Regions from separate parts of the Mus musculus genome. Here all the other regions are linked to region 1. A link is a contact called in public Hi-C data. All regions are on one chromosome and are shown on one strand. The core of a region is the stretch at or near the end of the contact, and the rest is flanking DNA. Distances in the headings are between cores, read along the strand shown. Region 1 has its middle 29 kb from the start of 4930517E11Rik. Region 2 has its middle 100 kb from the start of 4930583P06Rik. Region 3 has its middle 24 kb from the start of 4930583P06Rik.

Evidence for each region. Hi-C and Micro-C count contacts between places; a contact is called where the count stands out from the background.
Region 2: a contact with region 1 is called in a Hi-C map of pancreatic cancer cells, with 4 times the contacts expected there. The contact joins two enhancer-like sites. A contact is called at or near these places in 8 of 39 promoter capture datasets (the 3T3-L1 cell line, 3T3-L1-derived adipocytes, embryonic stem cells and 4 more), 37 of 484 Hi-C or Micro-C datasets (the C2C12 cell line, the N1E-115 cell line, adipose-derived mesenchymal stem cells and 21 more) and 3 of 115 datasets of contacts at active chromatin or transcription factors (a beta-TC-6 cell line, bone marrow-derived dendritic cells and heart atrium).
Region 3: a Hi-C map of the N1E-115 cell line shows a contact between it and region 1, with 2.4 times the contacts expected there. The contact joins two enhancer-like sites. A contact is called at or near these places in 4 of 484 Hi-C or Micro-C datasets (the C2C12 cell line, the N1E-115 cell line, brown adipocytes and 1 more) and 1 of 9 other capture datasets (embryonic stem cells).

Annotation. Positions count from the first base shown.
Region 1 is chr2:124,099,533-124,102,633 of GRCm38.p6, forward strand. It overlaps a transcript of Sema6d not described here. Among named protein-coding and RNA genes, the nearest start is that of 4930517E11Rik, 29 kb to the right of the region's middle. Within about 2 kb of position 1,574, at least 22 of the 459 cell types and tissues checked have an H3K27ac peak or open chromatin away from gene starts, as enhancers often do. A contact at or near this core is called in the N1E-115 cell line and pancreatic cancer cells, where this site is marked.
Region 2 is chr2:124,325,170-124,328,270 of GRCm38.p6, forward strand. It overlaps a transcript of Sema6d not described here. Among named protein-coding and RNA genes, the nearest start is that of 4930583P06Rik, 100 kb to the left of the region's middle. Within about 2 kb of position 1,507, at least 4 of the 459 cell types and tissues checked have an H3K27ac peak or open chromatin away from gene starts, as enhancers often do. A contact at or near this core is called in pancreatic cancer cells, where this site is marked.
Region 3 is chr2:124,244,578-124,247,678 of GRCm38.p6, forward strand. It overlaps a transcript of Sema6d not described here. Among named protein-coding and RNA genes, the nearest start is that of 4930583P06Rik, 24 kb to the left of the region's middle. Within about 2 kb of position 1,449, at least 10 of the 459 cell types and tissues checked have an H3K27ac peak or open chromatin away from gene starts, as enhancers often do. A contact at or near this core is called in the N1E-115 cell line, where this site is marked.

The sequences.
Region 1 (3,101 bases), core at 324-2,823:
AGATAGAAATACTACACAAGTATAATTTTAAAATAAGTTCTATAGAATTTTACTGCTTCACATTAGATAATGTTACTTTGTGTACACAATACCCAGATGAGTAGATAAAACCAGCTTTAGTTATTGGGTATCATAAAATAAAAACATAGCTATATTCTTCCTTGGACTCAGCTGTTTTTTTTTTAAATGGAAGCCATTCAAACATGGATATGAGTATTGTGACTGTGTCTCTCTACAGATGGACTTTTTTTCTTTCAAGGAACAGTACATGTGGGAAAATATATTTTCTTCATTGTTTCTGATCATAAAGTTGTGACAATACAGTTTTATGGAAGGCAGTGCTCTTTTGGTCTTGCCAGGAGGTGTCACTACAGCTCTCTGACTAACAGCACATCCAGTAGGGACCAATTGGTACTCACCTGCATCTTCTCAGAGGCCCAATGTTCTCTCTGCTGGGTTACCCGGAGGAAATGCAATAGGACAGTAGAATTATTTCCAGAATCCTATTTCCCCAAACAATTATTTTTAGGTTGTGAATTAGTTGAAACTAAAAACCCAAACCAAAACAAATGTCTTTACTATTTTGGAAGTAAGTACTATACTTTCTTTTGAGTAATGATCAAACATTGTGAAAAGAAAGAGCAAGAAGCAGAGGAAGGGAAATAGGTGGGTGTAGACTTCTGAAAGAAGTGAAGCCCACAGTGATAGCCCAGGGTGACAGCCCAGGGTGACAGCTTGCCCTGGAGCATCTCCTGACTCAGTGTTTTCTCTCTTGCCTGACTTGGCAGTTGGGCAGTTGGTATTCTGTGTCCTGCCTCTTTTTCCTATCTGGATAAGTCTAATTTTCAAAAAGCTTGTATTAAGAGTTATATACCATCTTTACTTGTTGATTAGTATAATTTCAGTCTCCTCCACAATGTGATAAGATGGGGTAGTTACTGTATTTTCCTATGTAAGAAAAAAATGGACATTGGAAAAATATTGTACACAGCACCCATGTGTACATCATACTTTTATGGGGATTAGGGATTTGACCCATCGGATTTCAACAGCCACTAAAGAATTGTCCCCCTACAGCAGGTGTTCTTTCTGTCTTTTTCTCTGTGTGATCCTGACTGAATTGGAGCTCCACACAATACCCAGTGCTCACTTTGTGTGAACAACACACCTTGAAGGTGTGGCTTTCTCTTTCCTTGTATGTAGTGCTTCGTGAAGAGTCTAGACATTTTGAAAAGTGACCTGATATTTCTGTTTCTAAAATGACACATAAGACCCACAACAATGACCAATAAAGTGGGTGGATGAGACAAAAGATGTGCTCAAGGGTGAGCCTCCCCAGCCTTGAGTCTGGAAAGAAGGAAAGACTGTGGCACACTTGGCTTCACCTAGTGCCGCTGCCTCCACGTGGTCCACTAATCAATGAGCCATGGGACAGAAAGGCTCAGCTTTTTTGTCAAGTAGTAAAACAGAATGGGGGGCTTAGCTCAGCCCGAAGGGTCTCTTTGACTGTTGGGAACAGACTGGCGTTCGTGGAGCTGTGTTTCCTGCCGCCCTCCAGGTGGCAGCCTGGCCCCGCTGTTAGACATGCTCTGGTTTCAACCATTTTTAACATTGCCAGACTCAGGACTGTTTCTCAGCACATTTAATTCCCTGGGAATGATGAACTGCGCTTCAGCTCACTGCACCCTAGGGTGATTGAGCCTGCAGTATTTTGGAATCTGCAGAGACTTTTTGGGCTGTCATTTGATTGAAAAAAGCTGCCATATTTTGGATATTTTGTCCCCTTTAGAGCTGTCCTGGCAGACTGTATCTGCCCAGAAGCAATCTATAGGAGAACACTTTAAAAGCATATATATACTTTCTCTTAAAATATGAGGAACTTAAACAAGCTTACAATTTATTCCATTATTTGATCTTCTATCTATTTCATGGCTTTGTTCTTCTTTGGTTCTGAAATAATATTTCTTTCCACCTGACTTAAAGCAAATCCTCTCTAGAAGGTAGCTTATGTTAATTGACTGAGTATTTTGAAAGAATGCAGGCAGAGCTATGTGGAATGTCTTAATTTAAATGAAGCTGTAAGCCTTTTCATATTGTAAGCAGAGGTATTTAAAAGTAAGATGATTAGAAACTGCTGAAGTTGCACACAATTCAAGAGAATGTGAAAGACGTTAGAATGAGCGGCTGGCACAGGGCTGCAGTGTCCGTGTATTCTAAATATACATGTAATATCAATTATGGAAGAAAACCAACAAAGGATCTTAGGCTTGTCAGCTTGCATTTGTGTGGCTGCTTCTTTTCATGAGAATTTTTAGTAACTGGGAAAAGTGCCAGATACTAAATGCTGGAAAACGACACATGAATAGGATATAGTAGATCTTAGCACTGTTGAGGGGGAAAAAAAAGTCACTTACGAGTTTAGAAAGCTTTTCTCTGTCAGTGTGGCCAAATTCGCGCTTTGATTTGCAGTGGTTTAGACTTATAAGTCACCTGTGGTTGGCTTTGGGCCATGGTTAGTAGCATCTTCAACGGAATCTTCTAGATAACTTCTGAGAACCATTGTTCTCTACCCCTGTGAGATTTGATCCCCTGCCATAAAACATTCTCTCAAGGCAGCTTGTAAGAGCATATAAGCTTGTGTTCTATACAGAACCTTAGATTCTAGATGTGGAAAAAACCTAGCTTTACTGACTCACCATTAGCCGACAGTGAATTTGGTCTCTGAAAGCTGATAGTGTAGTGAACCATTAGGAGAATGGCAGGGATGGGCCTCTCCACTTCTCTTTTCAAGTTAGGTTGTAGCCATTGACTGGGATGTTAATCTATCTGTCTTTTTGTGAATTTTTAATTTAAGTATTATAATTGTGTCTTGTCATTTTGTGACATCTTAGGGCAGAATGTGAACTTGGGGAGGAGGTGATTAGTTGACTGAAATAAGTCCAAGACTGGTTGGTCATAGCCTCCGGTTTAGTGACTCCAACAAAATCAGCAAGGGAAGGCTAATTCGCAACAAGCCCAAAGTCTTCTTTGATGGTGCATGCATTCCTGGAAGGACTTCACCAGCCTACCAGTTTTTTATATAGCTGTAAATATCATTTTAT
Region 2 (3,101 bases), core at 257-2,756, 230 kb after region 1:
AACAAAATATGGTCTGGTCACCCTTTACCATTCCCTATGGTTATAGTGCTTTACAGAGAAGCAGGCACCTCACTCCCCTGTGCCTGGTACTGTACAGTCTTGAGTCACCTTGGAAGAAACTCTGAGCTGCATATGTAAGGCTGACCATACATACTTTCTGTCCATCAGGGCTAGGCTCATTTCCTTCTGATTTTTGACTAAAGGAAGGCCAAAGTGCCTACATGCTGGAAGCTCACAACACTAAATCTGTTGGGATTTATCCTAATCTGTCATTTGAGAGATGCAAGATTTATTCCAAGCTCTTTCTAAGCAAAGGCACTACTGACTAGACTGAGTAGATCTGACAGTCATTGATAATTGAGAGGGGGCTTTAAAGTAGTGATCAAGGGACTTCCACGTGCTGTTTAATGAAAAGTCATATTTTACATCACTAAGGCCTTAATTTCTAGTGTGTCTCATTTCAATTTTCTTTCTTTAAAAATAGTAAGATTTAAAGAGGTGACTCTGCATTTAGGAGGGCTTGCTGTTCTTCCAGATAGTTCATGTTTAAGTCCTAGCACCTATGTCAGATTGTCCACAATGTGCTGTAACTCTCATTACTAGTCATAATGGTTTGAATGAGAATGTCCCCCATTGGCTACCATATTTGAACATTTAGCTCCCTGTTGGTCGTGCTGTTTAGAGAGGTTTAGGATGTGTGACATTGTTTTAGGATATATGTCACTGGAAGTGGACTCTGAAGACTTAAAACTCATGTCATTTCCAGATTATTCTCTCTTCTCCTCTCCTCCCCTCCCACTGCCCAACTCCCCTTGTCCTCTTCTCCCCTCTCTGCTCCTCTCCTCTCTTCCCCTCCCCTCTCCTTGCCTCCTCTCTCCTCTCCTTTCTTCTCCTCCACTCTCCTCCTTTCTCTTCTCTTCCCATCTCTTCCTTTCCCCTTCCTTCCCCCTCTCTTTCCCCCTTCTCTTCTCTCCCCTTCTCCCATCCCCCCTTTCCACCTCCCACCTCTTCTTTCTCTCTACTCTGCTTGCATTTCAAGGCATGAGCTCTCAGCATTCAGTTCCTGCCATACCACTGTGCTTCCTTCTCCTTTTTAATTCTTATCCATCTGGAACTATACAACCAAATAAACCCTCCAATAATTGCTTTGGTCATGGTGTTTGATAACACCAGTAAGAGAAAAAGAAGATATATTCTGGCTCTTCTGGCCTTCATTGGTACCCACATTCCAACACACACACATACACACAGAAAAAAATTAAAAATTTCAAATTAACAACAACAACAAACTGAGAAAGGCACATACTCGTGATTCATGTCTCAACTTCCCATTAGTTTTACATCTTATAGAGGTAATAGGATAAGTTCTTAGCTATGATTAAAAAAAAAAAAAACATGGCATGAGCCACTTGGAGGCTGAGGAGGGAAGCCATACTCCTTGTACCAGGCTCTCATCTACAGATTGCCCAGGACAGTGGACACACCAAGTGACTCAAAGATGGAGACTTCTTTCTTCCCAAGAGAAAGAGAAATAGAATGGAGATTTGACTGATGTAGATCTTTGTGGCTGGTTACCATATCACCATTAGCCCTTCTGACTAATACAGATGTTATTTGTAAAGCTTTAATGGACTGTAAGTGACTAGTGACTAATGTATATTTGAAATGCTTATCTAAAATGGAAATTAATCATTTTGAATCTTATGAGGTAAAAGATGACTGTGGAAAGAATGATCACATGGTCCCCGTTAATGAGAGTTTGGCTGTATGGCGCCCTCTAACAAACTGACAAAAAGATTCCATTGCTTACCCCAAAGATAGAGTGCCAATGTTGATGACTATCAGTAGTTACTAGTCATCTACAAGTTTGTCAGCACCTTTGCTAAATGTTCAGCCCCAGTGTGACTTGGAATATTTTTTGTAACTTTCTCTCTGAACACTTGTTAGAATGCTATCAACCCCATTTCTTCATCCCAAATCATTTTCTACCCAAAGCAATCTGAAAGTAACAAAACAGCCAAGCACTGTCTGCCTCACTCGACTTGAAAAGAGAAGTGAGGTCTTATATTAGATACCAAGGTCAGATAAAGGCAGGCTCCTAACATTGTGATTCCCCCTTAAGGGACCCAACGTCAAGAGTCCTTCACAACTTGGATCTGCCTGAGTTTGTGTCTGTGCAATAAGACTCTGCTAATTTACTGTAATTATACATTTATTTTACCTAGAAGTGAGATGGAAGTCAAAATGTTAGCCTGGTTTTTCTTCTAAGAAACACTCCTCATCTATCCCTTCTTCCTTTCCTCCTGTCATTTAAAATATCATAAACAACCTCTATAAATGTCAAGTCTTCTGGCCCTTTCACAGAAAGCCTCTTCCCTTGGTGAACTCCTTGTACTTATAGTTCTGACAATGTTGGATAAATGAGACGGGCAGGTGTCTGGAAGAGCCTTCCTCTTCCAGGACTCCTGTATATGGCTGTAATTTTTGATTGTGTGAAATGAATTATTTGACTTCACTTACTCAAAGTGACCTTCCACATGCTCAGATATAAACGTTTGGAATTCCACACTCACCTCTCTTTTGTTACATCTCATCTACTGGAAAACCTCAATCTACTCTACATAACAGAAAAGCCAGAAAGAATGTGCATTTGCGTGGGAAGGGAGAATGGAGTGGGGGGAGTTGGGGGAAGGGAAACCATAATCAGAGTATATTGTATGAAAATAACTATTTTCAATTTAAAAAGAATGTATCCTGAACCCTAATTATCCACTCCTTCATACCTTCTTTTCCTCTTTTCTTTTAAACCACTTTTAAGCCACCAGGACCTTCTAAGGTATCTGTGTTCTCCATGATCCCCTAGAGTCTGTCCACTCAGAAGCCAGGGTGATTGTCTAAAATCAAAGTCAGATTATGTCGCCCCTTCAAATATCCTAAAATAGAGTATCATCTCACACAGAGTAAATGTCCAAATCCTGGTAACAGGTGCTTAGTGTGTTCCACACTGTACTGTGTTTCTGCTGTACCTTGAGAGATTACAATCTTAAAAACTTATACTCTGCTTAAAATCTTTCACCTACTTTATTACTAAATTTATACTG
Region 3 (3,101 bases), core at 199-2,698, 140 kb after region 1:
ATCCCAACTGACCTGCATTTGAATATAGCTAATTCAGCTGACTACCTCATGCCAGTCTACTGAGCACAGCCAGAAGTCCACATCAGCACCCCCACTGCCCCCTGACCCACACACTCAGTCTGCCTTCTCCTTTTACAAACCAAATGCCAAACTGGTTTCACAATGGAGATGTTGCACAGAAAAGTTGGCTCCATCACAATGTCCACCCAGTGGTTATATGAATGGTTGTTTATAACTTGTGTTCAGCTTTCTGGCCAAGCACTGGTGTCGCCTAAAATTGCTACTGTGAGAAAACCAAAATGCTACTTCGTAAGCCCAAATTGTTCATCTGAGTTTTGGAAAACTGCTCTTCTTTCTGCAGAGCTTGCTAAAGAAAGATAAACAACTCTCCACAGACAATGGAATCGGGGGAGAGTGGCTCTCTATTAGGTTACTTGTTGCTGTGGAGATGGGCAGAAATGTGTACTTAAAAGGTGCCTGCCTTGCTGTGAGGTAAAATATGTTAAATAACAGCAGTCCCCACAAATTCCTCTGTTGACCCCTTGTGGATATGTGACTCAGAAATTAAACAGCTTCTGGTTTCTCCCATGATGGAATCAGGGGCATGATTTAGATATGAAGTCATCTATTGTTTCTCTATTACAGTGATAATTTAAACAAACACCCGGTCTTAAAATAGTAATTGGTTCCTGATCTCTGATGATCAGTGACCTTACTTTCTACTATATTTCTTTTGCCTTCTGCAATTCAACTTCCAAAGTATCAATATATGAAGAGAAATTGAAAGCCTAGGGATATGCAGGATTTGTATCTTGGGGTAAAATACAATCGTAAATAATTTATTTGACTTGCCTGAAATTATTAAATTTCAGATGAACAAATTAATAATAAAATCTTTGCAGGAAGATAGTAATAATCTAATTTTCCATTTAGCCTGAACTTTGAATCAAATATATAACTTATTCAGTGATAATAAATTTATTTCTTAATAACATGAAATGATTTCAGGGGTTGGCTGTCAGATTGGAGCCATCAGGAAATGGGCCCAAGTGGCCTCATGGGGGAAATTCAGTAATTCCCAGTAATGCAACTGGATGGAAATAAGAAGTGATTGCTGTCATACTGCTGAGTGACTCTGCTGCAAGAAGAGAAGCAGAGGGTGGTGTTTGGGATGGGGAACTGCAAGGGACTTCAGAATCCTAGCACAGGAGTCCTGGGTGGGCAGGAATGGTGAGGCCACATGGAAGGATAAGAAATCTCTCCACATGGGGAAGCCTTGCTCAATCGGTGGGGGGAAAAGACAGACACACACACACATCTATCTCTGTATAAAATCAGTGTCTCCAACAAAGAATAGCCACTCAAGAAACTGCTTAAAACAAAAGCTGGTTTTCTTTCACCTGCTTTGTAAACATCAGACTGTCTCTATCAATGTCAGAGATAAGTGGGATTTCCTGAACATATCTGTTGTCTGTCTGTCTGTCTGTCTGTCTGTCTGTCAGGCTGATTGGGGTATTGTCCCTGAGAACTGTGCTCTGCAGCAGCATTCAAAACTGTGGCCACACAGTTTTTCTTCTCAATCTCAGAACTTTCATGATAATCTAAAGGGCTTCTGAAGAATCCCAGCACACCAGCTTGGAAGCCACTCCCAGCGCTCTGGTTACTGTTAGCTCACTTCAAGTCGGACTGTGCACTCCATAAGGATTAAATACAGACCCTGGCCCCATCACCTGCTATGATGTGCTCTTCAGTGGGGTAGGATTTGGAAAGATACATCTCTTCAATGCATCCAGACCTGGTTAAATTTTAGATTTTATATAATACAACTATATGATTAACAGAAGACATGGTCAGCAGGAAACTCTGCTCTGACATCATAGAATTTAATGTGCTATTCATATCCCAGTTGTCAGGTCTACCCTACCTCCTGGTGTGCTGGTCATTAAAGAAGCCATGATAACAGTGACTGACTGTCAAGGTAAGTTGCTTAGTATGGATGATACAAGAAAACACGCTGTTCATTTTCTTATACAACTATTTCTGCTTGAATTTTCATTGCTTATTTTATTTATTTATTTATTTATTTATTTATCATGTGTGAGTGGGTATATCTTGGGGAATTAAGTTCTCCTGTCATGTGTGGGGTCAGGCCACCAGATTTGACTGCAGGCATGTGTATTCACCAAGTCTCTTAGTAGCCCCAGAGATTTTGTTTTTAAAAGATAGAAAGAGTACAACTTACTTGGAAGAGTTGTTTTTGATAACTGTAACCAAGAATGTAATGTCTAGTGTACTTTTAGACCATGGAATGTATGAAGCCTAAAATGAACCAGATAATTAGAACAAGGAATTAAAAACACTTTCTAACATACTTACCTTAAACTTAATTATCTTAAATTTTTGCATTTCTCTGACCAAATTTTAATAGTATAGGAATGGTGTATTAGAAAATGGCTTCTGTCTTTTTCCAAACTGCAACTTGCAAAGAAAGAATATAACTGTGAATAAGAATGTGTTTATTTAATCTATTCAGTTTAGTGTCTAAGGTAGTAGGTCAGTTAAGAAGTCTGGATGAATCTCAGTGTATATAATTCAGCCGTCACCACAGGAGGAAGCTTAAAAACAGACGCAGCAGCCTTTGCCCTAGAAAAGCACGCGTATTATCCTAAGAACTGCCTAGCTTTGGAAAAGCACATGCTTGGAGATATAAGAACCACACTTGAGATGTTTAAGGCATAGATTTTGAATATGATTTTTTTAAAACAAACTGTTAGTGTGCAGAGAAATTTTAATTATCAGTAGCTCTCACAACCGGAGACATGAAATGGAAAGATTTCCACACAGAGTCACTTAATGGGTAAATGAACGTAGAGGTACATCAAATGCATCAAATGCACTTTGACTTGGTTGGTCAACCAAAAGTGAATATTAGAGAAGAGAATCAAGACACACAAAGCATGGGAAGCATTTTGTTCTACAAAATCTTACAAGTGCGCATTAATTACAACTTTTGGATGCAGTTGCAGAGTGCTGTCTTTCAGATGGAGATTCTCTTCTTACTGTTGGGCCACTCATAACATTCAGGTTCACCTGCTTGGAAG